Linked DNA regions of Sus scrofa: region 1 is linked to region 2. Evidence: chromatin contacts called from public Hi-C data. All regions are on one chromosome and are shown on one strand. Each heading gives the region's core, a stretch centred on a gene start, on an enhancer-like site or on the middle of the called end of the contact. The rest is flanking DNA. Distances are from core to core; before and after follow the strand shown.

Region 1 (6,743 bases), core at 2,871-5,370, 120 kb after region 2:
AGCCCCAAGCAAATTAAATCCACTCTAAGGTTTGTTACCAAGTTACTGAGCCACTTTGAGCAAGTTTATGAACCCTTTTTTTCTTTAACATCATTTTTGCTCCTCAGATTCCCTGGTATCTAAATGCTATTAAGAGATGTAATTAGATACATGTTCTATAAAAAGCTGAGAATGCTAAGATTTGATATTTCTTACACACTGCGTACATATTATTTTGTATAGTTTGCCTTTTTGCACTGTTTCTCTTATCTTCTGAATAAATTATTCCTTGAGATAGTCTCAAGTAGCCAGAGGAGAAAGGAACCAGAATGAAAGAAATCAATATATATAGATGAAGAAAGATTTTAATAGGAAAGAAATAAATTGTGCTTGAATGAAAGAGTAATTTTAGTTTTGTAAATTCAAAATGAAAATATTTTAATTATTGCTTCCAGTGTTAAGAAATAACAATGACACTTGTAATTATCACTAAAAAAAAAAAAAAAAAAAAAAAGCCAGTGCATCTCAATGCAAACAGTATATTTTTGTGAGCGGAGAGTTCAATAAGTTTTTTCTTTTCTTAGTCAGTGGCAGAATGAAGAAACCTAGGTAGACATCTGTAAGTACATGTCTTCTCTAGCATTTGCATTTATTTAGGTTTGCAAAAGTCTTGTAGTTGACAAAAGATCAAAATGCAATAGCAAATCAACAAACTTACCACATTTAAACTTTAACCTGAAATGGAGTTTTAGAATAACACATTTAATTGTAAAGATGAGGTGAGTAAACTATAATGAGTACTGATGAGATATGTTTGAAGGGATAAACAGTTTTACTGGATTTAACTTATCTTGGCTCTGAAAGTTTAAACTCCAGAGCTTTGGTAAACCTCGGGAAAGAAATATTTTAAAATTCTTTGCTTAATAACTTTAAGAATAATTCTCCAACCATATGTCGAGACTTCGATTCCAAAATCTAAGCAGAAATTTCAGAAAAACAAAACAAAATATCAAGGGAATGATTTTGAGGTGTAATACTACCTGGTTTACACAGATAATAACGTTGCAGTCTTTGAAGGAAGTTTTCTCTAGCAGTTTTTTGTGTGTCATGTGAAATGGCCATTAATTATCTAGTGCAGTGTGTGCAGTAAGAAACACACAAAGAAGACTCAAGAGCAGAGTGGTTTGATTACTAAAAAGAAAAACAGCGCTTCACGAATTTACTGACTCGGCAGGCAATTTTATCACAATCATATCTGAACTGGCTTCAGATTTCAACTAGCATTCTTTATAACAACTTCGTAACAATCTTCTGCCCTGGTTCAAGCAATTTTAATAGTAAATTTTTGTCTTCCGTACATCCAAGGAGTCCAATTATCTCCGTAAATGACGTTTAGTCATCAAGATTCCCCCTCAATCTTTACTGCCACCTGTCCATCCTCTTGGGCACGCGCGCGCGTACACACTCGGGCGCGCTCTCAGCATTCACCCCAAAATAGTAGAAACGAAGGTTCAAAACCCAGACACACACCCACGCATGTACCCATGCAAAGAATGACAAATAAACAAGGAAAAAAGTTTCTGGCTACGTCAGGATACCTCAGGCATTTGCTGAGTAGGAGTTCAAGTCTTTTTCTGCCTACAGCCTCTCCAGGGGCACAGCAGCCAGAAGCCCTCTTCCGAGGTAGAAACAGCTGGGGGTTTTGCATCCCGGTTTCCTTCCGGTCTAGTCCCATCCCTCTTATCCTTCCCACCTCAGTTTCCCTAGCTCTACCAGGGGCGCACACACAAAGGAGTAAAACTCTGGTCCTTCTTCTGATCTTTAAACCTATTAGGAGGGTACAGAGGTCTCCGCACAAATTTTGCGCGCAGTTCCCACGCGCTCACTTCTAGTCTCCAACTTTCCCTACTCGCTTTTACCCGGCATCTCTGAACTTTTCCCTCTGAGGCCAACAGTGGGGACAAGACGGAACCATCAGCGCCAGTGGAATGATCACTTCTACCCCGAAACTGAAAAGTTACCCCACTCCCGCCCCCTCTCGGTAGATCCTCCCCCAGTGAGCGTTCATTAGCATAAAACTGGTCTGGCCGGGCTCCGGGTTCCGCGGCCTCCAAGGTTCGCGCGCTTTGCCGGGCTGCGGAAGCCACGGCACCGGGTGTTCAGGTCCACAGAACATTCCAGTGCAAACCTGCACCTGCTCATTGCGTGAGCTACTAACCTTAAAAAAAGAAAAAAAAGAAGAAAAGAAAAAGACAAGAAAGAACAGTTTGGAGAGAGAGCTAGAGAGCGAGATGTGGTCTTCCTTTCCCATCTCTCCAGTTCAGCTTCCAAGAGGCTCAGTCACCCGCTCACCTCCCCCTATAGAGGGAACCCTGCGAGTCCCCTCGCGTCTGCCCCGGGGCAAACGTATCCCCTTATCTTCTTTGCACACGCACAGACTCACACGCGGACACACGCACAAATGCGCGCACACACAGACCCCTCCCCTCCGCGGGCTGGCCCTTGGGGCTTTGAGGCTGAACTCCGAGCGGGTCCCTTGGGATAGCCCCGGCTTCCCGGCCTCTGGGGCCGTCCCCTTCCCGACCTCCAAGCAACCCATTCCCTAAGCTACCTCGCGGGGCCCCCATCGGGAGGGCATCTTCCCGCTCCCCGAACCCTACCGAGAAGGGTCACGACCTCCCTCCGCCCCCGGGACGCCGCCTGGAGCCTCGGAGCAGCCCCGCGGGTGCCCCTCGGTGAAACCCTGGTCCCAGGGAGCGTACATGGGCAGCCGCGCGGAGAAGTGTCCCCAGACGCCAGCGTGGCCCAGGAAGGGCGCGGTGGCCCCTGGAAAGGCATCATCCTCCTCCTTCCCGCTCCCTCGGCCCCGAAGCTTGGGGTTTCCGCGTGCCACAGCACTCGAGCCCCGGCGCCCTGGAGAGCAAGGGGCGGACCCGGCCGGAAGAGCGAGATCTGGGCAGGGTGAGGTGCCAACTTCTCTGAGGGTCGGGAGCGGCCGCAGAGCCCCGAGGAAAGGGACGAGAGGGCCGCGCTCGCCGGGGCGCGCGGCTCGCGGGCGCGCGGAGCGAGCGGCGCGGGGAAGGGAGCGAGGAAAGGGCGAGGAGGCGGGTGGGAAGGGACCTCGGGCGGCGGAGGCTGCCCCCCGCACTTTACCTTGCGTTGGTGCAGTCATTGTAGAGGGTCTCGAAGTCCTTCCTGGAGATGAGTTTGCAGCGGTTCACTCCGGGCTGGATGGCGCCCAGTCCCCTCAAGATGCGAACCTGTTCCACATTGCACACCACCGGCGTGATCTCCAGCCGCTTCAGCTTGGTGTAGACCGTGTGCAAGCCCCCCACCAAGTGCTTCAGGAACAGGTCGAAAGCCTGGGGCAGGCAGATCAGCTCGCAGCCCTCCACTGTGAAGGAAGCCACTTTGGCCCCCCTCAGATCCACCATTTTGCACTCATTATTCTGGGGGGTGTTTTCCACTGGGGACGGGGTCGAGTACACGGGTTTCCCGGGGAGGGGGCCGCAGCTGCTGCTGCTACTGCTGCTGCTGCTGCTACTGCTGCTGCTGCTGCTGCTACTACTGCTGCTGCTGCTGCTGCTGCCGGTGCTCGCGTTGATGGGGGTGCTGGAGGCGCCGCCGCCGCCAGCGCTAATGCCGCCGCCGCCGCCGCTCGCGGTCGCGAGGCTGGGGTTGCAGTTGCTGCCGCCACCGCCGCCGCCGCCGCCGCCACCGCCGCCGCCGCCGCCTCCGTTGCCCGCGCTGCCGCCGCCGCCTCCGCTGCCGCCGCCGCCACCGGTGGAGGTGACTGTGGCCGCCGCCGCCGCCGAAGCGATGGGCTCCGGCCGGAACAGAGTTGGCCCTGAGGACGCCGGGGGCCCGATGGACGGAGCCGGAGACGAGGTCGCCGAGGAGGGGGAGGTGGTGGTGCCGGAGGAGGAAGCAGACGTGGAGATCGGGGGTTGAGGGGGGACCAGCTGGGTCGGAGGGATCAAAGCCGCCGGCACTGCCATGGTCACATATAAGGGGAAACAGAAGGAGGAGAAGCGAGGGGAAAAGTTGCCACACACCCCGGGGAGGGCAAGGGGGAAAAAGGGGGGGAGAAGGAGCTAGGGGACAACAACAACAACAACTCTGGGAGAGGACGAGGAGGCGAAGGGGAGAGAAGGGAAGAAAAAGGAGGTGAGGGTAAGAAAGAGCGAGCGCAGGAGGGGCGAGCGCGAGAGGCGCTCTGGAGAGAAACGCACAAAAGTGTCCCGCAAGTCGAAATGCGAGTCCTCTCCGGGGGCTGGGATCGGGGGCTGGTGTGGGGGGGTGGGGGCGGGGGCGGGGAGGGTCGGCTGTTGTTGTGTGGGTCCCGCTCTAGCACAAAGTTAAGGATGAAGGTGAAAAGGAGGAGGTTTGAAGGACTTGGGTTCTCCCTGGCAAGTACATTGATCAAAGATTGAGAGGGGAATGACAGAGAGAAAATGAGCTGAAAAGTGCAGGCTGCCGGCTGGACGAGTTGTTGTTGTCACACGGTGCAGAGGGGAGGAGCTCCGGAAACTTGAAATACCCTTTGAAGCCGCAAAAACCTCACTCACTAGTATTAACCCAAATTATCCAACCAGGAACTCGGAGCAGAGACTCCGAGAGCGCGAGACCCAGGGAAAGCGAGTGAACAAGAAAAGGAGGAGGGGAGGGGGAGGATAAGGAAAGAAACTAAGGGAGGGACGGAGAGGAAAAGCCGGGGCACGCAAGTGGCGATCGGAAAAGCGGAGGGAGATCTTCTCTTCTACTACCGCTAGATTCTCGGTCTTAATACTCCACTTTGTCCTCGAAGACCGGTAATTTTTTCCCAAAACCTTCAAACCAATCGGCTGCCAACTTAAAGGGAGCCAGAGCGCTCCGAGCTCTCCTTCAAGGATTTAGGATGTGTCTCCGCTCGCTTTTGCAATGAGATATAAATGAAAAGACATACTCTCACTTCATGATTAGTAAGAAATTATTTTGAGGAAAATCCATATGGAAGCAAAGCGTATGTTTCATGCGTCTGGTTATTTTCTCTGTCGATTCAATTATTTATTTAAAGATAGTGAAAACGCCAGGAGAGTTTTCAAGTTGTGGGGGAAAAGTCAGTCTGAAATCGCTTAAGAATAATGGAGTGCTCTCTATTCAATTCCTTATTTCCTAATTGTGGAAAGAAAGAAATGCTTGCCATGATGTGGATGATTCGGAATAACTTCATTTTTGCCCCAAAGCCAGGTCAGAAATGTCTATTATACTGGGAGAATTCGAGATCAGGCACCCTCGAAGGTTTAGAAAGTGGGGAGGGGAAAAAAGAACATCCTAATTTTTTCTTCCCTAACTCCATAACTAATTCACCTGTCTTGCACAGACACCAACAATCCTCAAGTCCTTTAAGACCCAAGGCTAGTTGCTAATGTGATATGTGAATAACAATACATAGATGTATATATTGTATTTGAAAAGTAACAGTGTATTCTGGGAAGGTCCTTCTCAGTTTGTCAGTAAAAAATATGTTTTGTAAATAATGAAAAGAACACAAACAAAGCTCACTAGTTCACTTGTAAAGGCAGAACGGATAGCTATGCTTAAAAACCTCATGAAGCTGGGTTGAGACTCACTCTCTTCCTCTTTGCCTTTCTCTCTCCTTTTCTTCCCCTTTCTAACTTGTTGCATGAAGGTACTATTTATTCAAGGATTTTTGACCATAGGTCAAGTCTGTTCTCTGTTTGTATCTCTAGGATTCTTAAATAATTGGGCTTTAAACCTGTCTGCACATATTCATCAACTCCACAAGATAGAAACAATGCTTTAGCATTTGACAGATTTTAAAAATAAATTATTAGGACCAGGATCACAGTGTAGTGTTGAAATTATTCTCACATTTCTTTTTATCATTTTTATCCTTTAACCTTTTTGAAGTTGAGTGCCAAAAGTTGCAGGAAGTATTTATAGAGAAATATGGCACTATTGACTAATTTGTCTAAGTTTATACTAAACTTTTGGGGGCATAGAAGTTATATCAGGAAGCTTTCCTGGGTCAGAAGAACTCAGAAAATTGATTGTTACCAAAAAGTAGATTAACTTCTGCAAAGATAGCTAAAGTTTATGCAGCTGTTTTACCTAGTTAGCCAATGTATTTTAACATATCCAGAAATAATGTATATTCATTTTCACTCCTCTTATCTGACTTCAGTTAAAAATAAGGACTGGATATACATCACATACATCAGAACACTTCTTTAAATGTTTATGTCTGTATTGGACGATATCGCCTTTTTTAAAAAATGTCAACCTGCTATGTTAAAGAGTGGAGGTGAGGAGAAGATATTAAGCCCTAAGAAACTGATTTTATTTTCGAATTGCATGTAGAACTTTAATAAACTCTGCTGTGGTTTTAAAAATGTTAAACTAACTTCTTCATAAATTCTACCCACAAATGAAAAAAAAAGGGGGGGGATTCAATGTCTTAAATCGACCCTTAGCATTCTCATTCTTCATATTTCCTTTAACTGTCACTCATCCCATACCTGCCACATTCAGAAGCCAGGGACAGGAAGTAATGATAGCAGACCAAACCATTATCCCACCTAGCTTCAAAGCAAACTCCAAATTTTCTGCAGGGAAGCCTGCCCTTTCAGCACTTGCTCCTTTCAAAAGCAGGGCTTGGGGCATTCCCCCTACACACACCTAAATGGGAGCTTCCTCCCCCTCCCCCTCCATCTCACATCCCTAAACATTTTTTTTTTTTTTAGAAACTACTCACCTCTTTG
Region 2 (6,497 bases), core at 1,810-4,309:
ACACCCATTGGTACAGATTAATGAGTGAAACATATTCAGTGGATGAAATCTCAAAAAAAAAAGCCATAAAACAATATCAAGGTAGGAGTTCCCATCGTGGCTCAGTGATTAACAAATCTAACTAGCATCCATGAGGACGCAGGTTCGACCCCTGGCTTTGCTCAGTGGGTTAAGGATCCAGCATTGCCGTGAGCTGTGGTGTAGGTCACAGATGTGGCTTGGATCTGGCGCTGCTGTGGCTGAGGTGTAGGCCGGCAGCTACAGCTCTGATTTGACCCCTAGCCTGGGAACCTCCATATGCCACAGGTGCAGCCCTAAGGAGCAAAAAAGGAAAAAAAAAAATATATCGAGGTAGAAAAACAAAGTGCGCTAAAGCAAGACAGCAATGTCTTTGCCAAGACGAAGAAAGTAGCATGAAGTACAACCTTGAGACCATATGCTAAAGCCCAAAAGTTGATCACTGTATGTAGCAGCTAAAAGAATTTTTAGAGGAAAAAGCACTTGGGGATCATTTACAGATGAAGAAAGAGAAGTTTAGCCTCTTAGTTATAAACGGGGAAATCTACTTAGGGGAGATAAGGAGGAAGGGCTGCTTGCCCTACCAGGATGATGTTTCTGGTGAAGCTTCCAGTCAGGTCAACCCTTTCATACTCTACCGTTAGGATCAATGTGGAAGCATCATTGGATAGAGATAAGTGGATAAAGATCCTCTCAATCTACTGCTACAGCAGCCCCCGCTCTCAGATCCTGGATGTCTCTGCCCGGTGCAAACTGATCAGAAACGTGCTTCCCATAGTTTCAAAGACCAGTGCTTTTTTATTAGTATGCATAATAATGCAAACACTTTAAAAATATGCAAGACAGTCTCCTCAGCAATGTGCAATTTTTCACAGCATCATTACATTTCACTAATTCATCTTTATTTTACCTGAAATGTGAAAATTACACAAACTAGATACCTCATTACTTGAAACTTTTCTTATTTTTTCCTGTTCACCAATCCAAAATCCAAACACCTACATACCAAGCAAAATATTGAGATTTCAATTTACCTAAAAATGTACAATGACTATTTTCTCTTGAATGAATAATTTTAGAACACATTTTAGATTTTTACTTCAGTTTGTTAAGAGAAAGTTGAACATGTCAGATAACAGCTGTGGTGAACACTCCAAATGAGTGATGGAAAATTCTGCAAATGCCAGCACCTTGCACAGTACCTCATACAGTAAGCTCTCAATAAATATGAACTATTATTATTGTAGCTATTATTACCACAGTTTTTTTTTCTTGTGTCTTTCTTTCACATGAGAGCATTCCAAGAATGTCTTTTAAATGCACAATTAAATCACTACTCAGATGTGAAACATATCACACTGATAAAATATAAATATTGTTGAAAGGAACAACACGGGGAAAGTGTAAGTCATTTTTACTGTTCTCTGAACCCGACTAGGGGCCTTATCACTAAGGCTCACAACAGCACCACCCCCATCATTATAGTGCACTATACAAAACAAGCACCATGAGAGTGGGAGGTAAGAAGCAAACAAGTGGGAAGCTGAGGATTTTGAGACTACATGGCTTTTCAAGCCACATGCTATCCACAGGAACCCATATTCAGAAGGATCTAGGGCTTAGCTTAATGTGCGCTGCTGCCATCTTGAAATTCTTACTAATCTTTGAATAGGGGCCCAATATTTTCATTTTGCGCTGAGTCTTGCACATTAGAGAGCTGCTCCTGGCCTTCCACAATACAAAATTATTCTTCTAAATGTGAATTCATTAGACCTATTCCTGAGGAGAGTGAGAAAATTCACAGAGAGCAAGGGATAGATAAATGGAGAAAGGAAGGTGTCCAGCACTGATGAATATAGCCAACTTGAAGACATAAATAAACAGCTTTCCCTAACTCAAAGGTTTATGCTTGCAAACAACTATTAATGGAAATAACTACTATGTGTTAGACTCTGTTGAGCATGAATATTATACAGAATTCATGACTATGTCATATTCCCTTTCATCCCTGCTTTCATTTTATGCTCTTCCCCTTCCTGCAACACTCCACTCCTTCCTCTCATTCCTACTTCTGATTCATTCTTAGAGTCTACCTCCTCCAGGAAGCTTTCCCCGACATTCTGGAACTTCTTGAGATACCATGTCTCTGCATGCCAATAGCAACCATTAACCCCACCATGTAATAATTATTTATTTTTGATTGCCGTCTTAATCCTTGGGCTAAGGAACTGTACCTTACATTGCTGCAATGCCACACCTATGTTTCTCTAATTAATAAATGCATCCATTTATATGAATGGATGAATAAATGAAAGAGAAATTAATGACCCAACAAAATATATGGGAAAAGATAGCATTGCAAGGAAATGGACTACTTAATAACACTTTAATGTACAATTTTATTTAGCGTGTGTCTTAAGTGGTGTGCGTTATAAAGAAATAATGGTTTAATTTTGCTTTAAAATGCAAACTGTTTATTTAGAATTCAATAATTCAATGCGGAAGTGGGAAATAAAAGTGCTGTTTAATTTAATTATTCTCACTATTATTTGAATTTAATTGTTCTCACTATTATTTGAGTGGCTTTTTCATATTTTTAATAATTAGCAGAATGTAAACTGACCTGAAAACCAAGAATAAGAGAAATATCATGAATAAATGTTATCCGCTATTTCTGCATTATTTACTCTTAAGAATTCAATCACTACAATCATAAAACAACAATATGTAGTTCCCATCATGACCTCTTGCAAGAATTAGGGGAAGGGGTGGGAATCATCCATGTAACACACACACACATTGCTGTCCAAGTTAAACCAGCAATTCTTGATGACTAACATTAATTGAAAAAAGAGGGCTCCAAAAAAAAAAAAAACCTATGTGAAACATTAAACAAAGTTATCTGATGTTTATGTTTTTCTCCTTTAATAATTAATGGAATGTAAATAGTCAGGGGAAGCTACAGTCTTGCATTGTAACTGAACCAGCATTATAAATGGCCGTCAGATGTTTACATAATACCCAGAACCCTTCTGTATGGAAGGAGGTTACAAATCTGCCCCTTTTCCCTGTTCAAAGTCAAAAATAATGGTGCCTGATCCCCAGAGCATTCACTGCAAGAACTGTTTGCATATTCAGTTATTGTTTCTGCTGCGTCAGTCATCTGTTGAAGTTCACTCTAATGTGGCCCTGATCAATTCTGCCAGCTGTGCTTAAGTGCTGTTTACTATAATAACATCACACTGCATTCTTATTTGGCAACAACAGCTATGACAGCACCTAAATGCATTGAGAAGCCAAGATTTTTATCATGTACACAGATCAAATTGAAACTGTTTACAGAGGACAGTGATGTTCTATTTCTGTCCATTCTAGTGAACACAGCGAGCACAGTAATGGCTTTGCCAAAAGCATTACTATTCTGCCCTTTTTAATAAGGGAAGAGCTTGTTGACCTAAATCCTCCATACGATACAAAAATTATTTTATGATGGTACCTTATAATTGTGACCAAATGGTAATAATTTAACATGTTGATTCACTTGAAATAAATAAACTGACACCTCTAGCGTGTCCTGATGTTAGGTGCAGTGTATATAAATCGTCTTGAAAAAAAATGTGTCCTCAAAAATGTACAGCAGCAGAGTCAATGGGAAAGAAGACAAACACTAATATAATCTTGTAACAACAGATTATAGGTCAACAACAGAATATGAAATTTTATGGTTTCTCACCCATTACAATAGCACACCTCATTTCATATTGGGCAATAAGGCAAACTAAGCCAAATATATCACTGAGATGAAAAATCAGTATTTCTACTCAAAACTTACACAGTCACTGTGATCAACTTTTGATACTGTCTTCTTACTTTTTCTATTTAAAGACTTTAGAAGTGAATTCTACCATTACGCAACCTCAAATTTACAGCATTGTTAATTGTGATTTGAAAAATCTCATTCTTGCTTTTGTGATTCTTTTAGCATTTCCTTTATAAGAAATATGATATAAATCAAAATACTGGGTAGGGAAAGAATAGATGAGTCACTGAAATGCTATCATCTTCTTGGAGGTTTTACTCTTCCTAAAGCAAAATGGCAAATAAGTGGACATTTTGAAGAATAACATAGAAAACATGAATAACTCTGAATATCAATTCACTTCATAGCTCATAAGTGCTCTAAAGGTTCCTTCTGAACTATCACAGTGCTCATTGTGAATGCGTATTAACAATAGCACACAATCATATGTTAAACATATAATATATTCGCATATTTAGTTCTATTCAACTGCCAATTTTAAAGTATACTTTTTCCAAAGTACCATAGTCTTGGTTTCCAGCAGCCATAATTTTTACATTAATGTCTATCAAAATAGTCACCTCCTCTGACATTATTCAACTTTTTAAATTACATTTAAGCCCCTACAAACTGGGAAACTGTCTCCCTTTTTTTTTCTTGCTCAGTCACTTAGCTACAGCTGAAATTTCTATGCCTGAGAATTTTAGGAACTTCTCTTTCTAAAGATGATCAACACTTTATACATTTTGTATTAACACTCTTTAGTAGATAATAATTATTTCCCCAAACAAAATCTTTCATTGTTGCTTTTTTTAGAAAACATGACATTCTACTAAAATCATCAGGTTGCCGGCAAGAATCCAAAACAAAAATAATCCATTCAAACTGTTTAATCTAGTCATTGAAGATTGACAGTATCTTTTTATATTTTTGAAAGCTCTTTTAGCATTAACTGATACTTTAGTGTGGGAAGAAACAAAAAGCTTTCTACCTATAAAAGTTCATCTTTTACCTTCTCATCACCATCAGATAAAAGCCTAAGGGCCTGGAAGCTACAGTCAGATACTGGTCCCGTAGGAATGAGCCCAATGCATCAGCATGGAGACAGGCAGCAGGTGTGAGCAGTGACTAGAAAAGAACCATGTTTTACCAGGAAGACAAGCCAGAGAACAGTTAAACCTGACCTATTAATACCACTATGCATAGGACAATAGAAAGGCCTTGTTACAAAGGTGAAGCTAGCCCAGCTAGAAAAATAAGCAAACCACTGCAAATATTGTGGTGACTGTCCTGTGAATGGATTGTCACACCAAATGACAGAACTCTCTCAATTCCACTTTCCAATAACTCCAAGGCACTCGGGATGTGACAGCATGATGAATACCACAACAGACAGCTCCAATATGGTACCATTTTACCAGATCAATATCTCGCTGCAATATAAGAAAAAAGGAGCTGATATTAGTCTACACAGTGTATTACAGATGAGGTACATTTCTTCTTACTGCACTCATGCTGAACCAAAGCAATAATTCATAGATCCCTTAAAAGGTTCGTGCACCGCCACATGCAAAAAATGGCTAATCTTTATTTCAACATCTGCTAGAAGATGTAATAGCTTAAAGCAATAAGTATGCAAGTTTTTAAAAGGTCTGTCTTTATCATTTTATCCAGATATTAAAAGAACAAAGTACACCCCAAATCTGAAACAACAGAAACATTCATAGATTGCTGACATTGTTCTAGCATCAGTTTAGAGAAAATTGTATTGGATATTTTACTACTAGGCTGCCTTCCTCCCTCTGCAAGTGAGAAGAGAGCTTTAAAACTTTTCACATTTGGAGCATGTGAAATATAATCAATTCTAAATTATCTGTGAGAGTTTATTCTTTTTCGGATTATTCCATATCCCCTTTTGAAAATCAAAGTCATTGTAATCAGCTACCCATGCTTAGCAAGACCCACCAAGGAGCAAGCTGTCAAGAGTTCTTACCTACTATAGAAGAAACAGTCGTGGCTACATGTACCAATCACACAAAAGTAATACAAGCAACTTTAATATCACTGTCAAAATATGACTAAAGGTTTTATTGCTTCCAAGTACTCTAATTTGTTGAGGCCACAGGTACAAGGAGAAGTCAATAACATCACATGCTAAGTCAGAAGCCACCTAATCTGCTATCATTTGACTTGTGATTACCATCTTCTTTAATCACTCTGTTCATTTCCACTGGAGTGCTTTTCTCTTCCTCATTTTCTCCCTTTTCTTTTCATATCCTGTTTCAGTGAAATAAATAATTACTTCCTGAAATAAAGTTCAAGATGGACCTAGAGATTATCATACTAAGTGAAGTAAGTCAGACAGAGAAGGACAAATATCATATGATATCATTTATATGTGGAATCTAATGCAAATGATACAAAAGAATTCATTTATAAAACAGAAACAAACTAACAGATTTTGAAATCACATTTATGCTTACCAAAGGGGAAAGTGCAGAAGTGCGGGGGTGAGGGACTAGATAAACAGGGAAGATGGGATTAACACACTACATATATAAAATAGCTAACAAATAAGGACCTGCATACAGACAGGAAGGTCCACTTAATGTTCTGTAATAATCTCTATGGGAAAAAAGAACGGATATAGTATAAATAACTGATTCACTTTGCTGGACAA

The links. A called contact is a pair of places that touch in the nucleus more often than the background predicts.
Region 1: a Hi-C map of fetal liver shows a contact between it and region 2, with 1.9 times the contacts expected there. The contact joins the promoter of DACH1 here to the enhancer-like site in region 2. A contact is called at or near these places in 1 of 5 promoter capture datasets (fetal liver), 3 of 47 Hi-C or Micro-C datasets (alveolar macrophages, fetal heart ventricle and fetal liver) and 1 of 2 datasets of contacts at active chromatin or transcription factors (skeletal muscle).

The regions. Positions count from the first base shown.
Region 1 is chr11:44,183,646-44,190,388 of Sscrofa11.1, forward strand. DACH1 (dachshund homolog 1) reads right to left here and starts at 4,121. Exons shown (of 11, transcript XM_001924267.6): 1 at 3,133-4,121. The coding sequence starts at 3,977. LOC106505309 (a long non-coding RNA gene) reads left to right here and starts at 2,742. Exons shown (of 3, transcript XR_002336559.1): 1 at 2,742-2,940.
Region 2 is chr11:44,067,807-44,074,303 of Sscrofa11.1, forward strand. All of the region lies in intron 1 of DACH1 (dachshund homolog 1), which reads right to left. Among named protein-coding and RNA genes, the nearest start is that of DACH1, 120 kb to the right of the region's middle. Within about 2 kb of position 3,060, at least 5 of the 83 cell types and tissues checked have an H3K27ac peak or open chromatin away from gene starts, as enhancers often do. A contact at or near this core is called in fetal liver, where this site is marked.